Linked DNA regions of Arachis hypogaea: region 1 is linked to region 2. The links are chromatin contacts, called in public Hi-C maps. All regions are on one chromosome and are shown on one strand. The core of a region is the stretch at or near the end of the contact, and the rest is flanking DNA. Distances in the headings are between cores, read along the strand shown.

Region 1 (2,701 bases), core at 77-2,576, 250 kb after region 2:
TTATTCAGTTTTTCAGAAAGGTGTTTAATGTCATAACTAGCCTCAACGAAGTGTGCTTTGATTGTATTGTCTTGGCTTCGGACGCTTCGGTTCAAAAGCTTTACTCTCCTCAATTCTTCCTCCACTTCTTTCAGCTTTTGGTTTGTAACTTCCGAACCTTCTATCAAACCATCCTTCTCCTCTTCCAACTTCTTTATATTTGTCTGAAGTTCATCTGTTTCTGATCTCAATCTCTGCACCAAACCTGTTTGAGACGAAACGGTGGTTTCCAATGTAACAACCTTACTGACAAGCTGATTAATCTTATCGGCCATTTCAGTCACAGTGATGACTTCACTTGAATCTTCCTCCAATTTATTTTCGTTAACTTTCGCTTGAATCTCGGCATCATCCATGTCCTTTTCTTCTTCTACTGGACTTACTGGTGTTACAATCTTGGATTCATCTTGGTTCATATATTTAGAGATGAATTTGTCTCTAAGAGACTCAAACATCTCATGAGCTTCCTTAACTCTTTCAAACTCAACTCTAGCTTCTTCGGATGATTGTGCTTGAATCTCCTGCAACTTAGCTAAAGTAACTTGACAAGACTTTAGAGCAGTGGCCGCCATTAAAGTTCGAGCTTCGTTGTCTTCGATGACGGTTCCAACACCATACTCATCTTGCAATCTGCTGACACTTTTTTGCATTGCCGTGATCCGATCCTCGATTTCCCAATACTGTGTATAGGCGCGCTCATACAAACTCCTAACAAACTCTTTCTCAGTCTGAAGTGTCAAAATATCTTTCTGAAGCTTGTCAATTTCACCGAGTGCTTGTTCCTTCGACAAACCGGAACCTGAAACTTTGAAATCTTTTCCGGAAGGGCTTGTAGTCCTCTTTGGCAGTGATCCTTTTCTCGAGAGCAACATGGATGGACTTCTGAAACAACCCTTCTTTGGGATATTTGGAACTTTAGGTATCAATGCTTCATTGTTATTATTATTATTAGTGCTTCTTCCATTGTTAGATTTTGGTGATAATGCATCATTTGATCCTTTCTCTTCTTCTTCTTCATCATCGTCGTCTTCTTCTTCTTCTTCAGTCCTATAATGAACTTGATCTGGGAACACACTTGCAATAGTGCGGTTCGCACTTTGAAGGTCCTTTGAAAGTTTATCATACCGCTCTGCTAAGGCTCTGTATGATCGGAAGCTTTCTTCTACAAAACTCACCAGCTCCGGCCGCTTCTTGTAATACATTTCTGCCCTCGTCGCAAACGAGTCCCCTTCATCTTGCAGGGTTCTGAGGGTATCAAATACCCTCTCCTCCATATCTGTGTTAAATGTTCTTAGGTTTAAATTTGATTATTCTCAGATAAACTAGAGTAACTTTACTTTGTTACAAAGTAAGATCTCCTGCGCTTACCAACACACTTTGGACTTTTAGAAATGATCAAATTGGTCAATTTACAAATCTTGAATCTCCTTAATTGGTTAATTGATTTTATATTAGTGAAGAGATTAACATGAATCCAAATAATAACACTTGTAGCACTTTAACATTTAGCATTGAATTAATAGCAGTTGAATTAGTGATTGAAGATCACAATTCATAAATCCAGCATTTGATCATTTCGAAAGTCGATCAATAACTATTTTGTGAGCATTGAAAGTTTTAGGAACTAAATTTGAGATTACCACTAAAATATTTGATTTGAAAAGAAAAAACGTACCCTTTGATTAAAATTTGAATAATGTTTAAAAGAATTTGAAACAACATCGCACCGGTTACTTTCTCATTAGTTTACGGAATTATAAAGCATAAAAATACTACAGCAAAAACCATTTTTGCAAACACAGCATTTGCTTGGATATTGTATCGTTATGCAGTAAACGACTATCAATGCAACTACAAAAACAACAATAACTCATATTCTAATACCATTAATGCATAATAATACTCATTGCATCATCTTTTATCGGTCATTATCATTGAATTTCTAAATAATACTCTTAAGAAAATGGTGAATATTAAATATTGAAGAGGAAACATCCACATTTGAATGCAACTAGGTTAAGCACCAAATTTTAATTTCTGAAGTTTGGACACTAATAGAAACTAGAATTTTGTGCGCACATCCTAAAGTTTCCAGAAAATTTGAAAACTATTACGTTTACCTAATGAGAAACAAAACGTAATATATATGTATGTATAATTTTGTTTCTAACAGAGTGATGAAGGAAACCAAAAAAGTGCAAAATGATTCTTGAGAAACAACACATGCTTAGAACGATACCTTGGATGCTTTGATCCAGCCATTTTGACTGTTTTGTCCTTATGTGGCTGGCCCACCACCATGAATATGCATTGCTTGCTGCCCTTTGCAACATTTTTTTCTTTCTGAAGGGTAGCAATCCTTTACACTTTCACTACATTGAGGTAAATAATCATTTGTCAATGGAGATTACTGAAACCGATGAAGTTACACAAACAAAATCAAAAGGGCCTACACACAATTTTTTTTCTTTTTTTCCGAATCACATACCAAAAGATGTGATGATTCTCACTGGAAAAAAATATGGAGAAAAGTGAAATTAAATGTGTATGACGAAAATGTCCTTTAGTGTGATTACACAAGGAGAGGAGGAGGATACTTTGCCACTAGCATACGTGTAATGTGTTACCACCCTTTAAGTGCTCAAATGTTGGAGAGATGCTA
Region 2 (2,710 bases), core at 179-2,678:
CATAAAATGGTTTACTATCACAAATGATTAATAGTTATATTCTTCATTTCAATAATTTTTTTTTTAATTTTTTATTCATATTCGTATGAGATCAAACCTATGTCATTTTCATATATATTAAACTCTCATGTAAAATGAACATAACTGATAGGTTAATTAATCTCAATATTTAAATTAGTATATTTTTAGAGTGCACCAATAATCATAATATTTATAGAATATAAGTGATGAATTGCATATAATAAAATAAAAAGTTGCTATATGATTAATGTTTACTGTGGTTAGCTTAATCTTATCAAGTTTAGAGTTCACCAATTAAAATGTAAAGTTTAAAATAAAAATTAAAATTAAAATAATTGACCTCAGTTTAAATATAAGAACGATATAAGCTGATATATTTTTTTGAGTAGGCAAATAATAATAAAAATTATTAATTAAATTAATTACATAATAAAAAATACAAATAATTGTTTAACTAAACAAATAAAATTATCATTTTCTCATACTATATTTTTAAAAAAGAATTAAAAAATAAATTAACTCTTAATAAATTACATATTAAATATTATATATATATATATTATCAACTATTTTACAATAATTTAATTTATATTCTTAGTAGGACGTAACGTTGATCAAGTTGTTTTTGATCAAGTTGTTTTTATTTCAAGGATGAACATAATTCCTAATAATGAGACCTTATCTATCAGGTTTATTCAAAGGCAGTTTTCAATTATCCTTTGCTTTGCAATGACCATAAATAAGTCTTAAGAACAGACACTCTCAACTGTTGATGTATATCTTCTAAGGTTTGTTTTCACACATAGTTAGCTTTATGTTGCACTCTCTCGAGTCAATAGTATGTCTGGTCTCAAAATATTAGTTGTTAATTTTTATGAAAAGACCTCAAATCATACTCCTAATATTGTATACAGAAAGGTTTTTGTCAATTTACTCCCTGCCATTCAGCCATTACTGTAATATTCATTGTTCAGCTATTATGTCTTGCTTCCAAAGTGTTATTTTGATCAAATTTTCTTAAATCTGTATTTCCTGGTTACGATCATTTTATTGGTTACTTTCATCACATCATCCTCTTTTGATTCACGGTACAAGCCTACAAAGTCGCTGATGCTATGTCCTCGTGCTTGGCACGAGTCTTAAAACTAGTACCTACTAAAAATCAGACCAATTTGACTGATTAGTATGGTTTTAAAAACCGAATCGGACCGACCAGTTCAACCAGGTTAACCGGAAATCGATTACCTAGTCGGTTCGGATAAGTCTATAAACTGCCTGACAAAAAATCGGTCACAGAACCGATTGAACCGACAGTTAACCGGTAAACTGACAGAACCATTCGATTTTTTGGCGGGTTTGGTTCGACAATAAATCTCCCAAACGACTCCGTTTTGTTTAAAAAAAAAAGGGGAAAAACGGCAAAAGCAAAACTGAAGTTACTGAACCTTAATTCCCTAAATCAATCCCCGTAACCCATCTTCTTCCCAAACTCATCTCTCTTCTCTTCTTTGAGATCCATAGAAGCCACCAACATCCCGCTGCCACCGCATCCCGCCGCCACCACAGCCCCCACCGTGTCGCACATCGCCGAGCTCCCCTTCTGTGTGTTCGCCGATGTCGCGTCCTCTGTCGTCGCCGTTGCTCACCTTTCATGTTATCCTCCCCGTAAGCGTAAACGGTACACCCATCTCCTCTCCTCTCTTCTCTGAAGACTGAAAGTGAACCATAGAAGCCACCGCAATGACAGTTTTGAGCACTGAGCCCCACCGCCCCACCGCGTCTCTGTAATCGCCGACCTCGCCTTCTCTGTTCGGCTATTCGCCGGTGTCGCGTCCTCCATCGCTCGCGTTCCTCCTCGCCGACCTCGCCTTCTCTGTGTTAATCGGTAAGCACTGAATAGCCATCTCCTCGGTGTCTGCTTGCTGGTTTAATGTTTAGGCATTTAGCACTTGATTAATTGGATTTTCTGAGATTATTGTCTGCTGATTTATCATTTATTTGTTATTTCTGATTTTCTTTGTGTTGAATAGTGATTTGGTTTGGGGGGAGATATGGCTTCTGAGGCCATTGTGTTGAACCTTAATTATTCTTAATTTTGGTGTTTTAGCTGTCCAAATTTGTTGTTGGTGTTGTTGTCCGTTTGTATTCTAGTTCATTTCATTCACTTATTCATGTTTTGTGGTATTTCCCTTTCATCTCCAACACAGACCTGTTTCTATTACTCAATTTCACCATTTGGTGTCTTTTTCTTTTTCCTTGTCATTGTTTCTTTTCTTTGCATATGTTGTTTCGTGCTTTGATTCGATTTACCTTTTATTGCAACATCAATCATTACATACATCAGAAATAACAAATAAATAATAATTATGATTTTTGATAAGATACCTTTATTAGTTGAAAACTTGTTTGTTAATGTTTCTTGTGATAGAACATTATGTGTTTGTTATTATTTGCGTTTTGGTTGTTTTTTGTTATAAACTTCGATGTTTGAAGTCATTTGTGAACTTCTAATATTAAATTATGAATAATTTATGGTATAAAATTGTGAAATTTTGAATTTTATTAAGGTAAAAATTATTGAATTTATTCAAAATTATATATAAATTTTTTAATAATTTTATTTAATATTTAATTAAATCGGTTGAACTCTGGAGTTCAAACCATTAAACCAGTAATTTTACCGGTTTAT

What was found. A called contact is a pair of places that touch in the nucleus more often than the background predicts.
Region 1: a contact with region 2 is called in a Hi-C map of an unstated tissue, with 4 times the contacts expected there. The contact joins the promoter of LOC112763184 here to the promoter of LOC112764747 in region 2. A contact is called at or near these places in 3 of 8 Hi-C or Micro-C datasets (leaf and an unstated tissue).

The regions. Positions count from the first base shown.
Region 1 is chr17:39,753,411-39,756,111 of arahy.Tifrunner.gnm2.J5K5, forward strand. It overlaps LOC112763184 (protein NETWORKED 2A-like), which reads right to left and starts at 1,327. Exons shown (of 3, transcript XM_029294273.2): 1 at 1-1,327. The coding sequence starts at 1,313.
Region 2 is chr17:39,502,815-39,505,524 of arahy.Tifrunner.gnm2.J5K5, forward strand. LOC112764747 (protein SICKLE) reads left to right here and starts at 1,429. Exons shown (of 3, transcript XM_072222776.1): 1 at 1,429-1,906.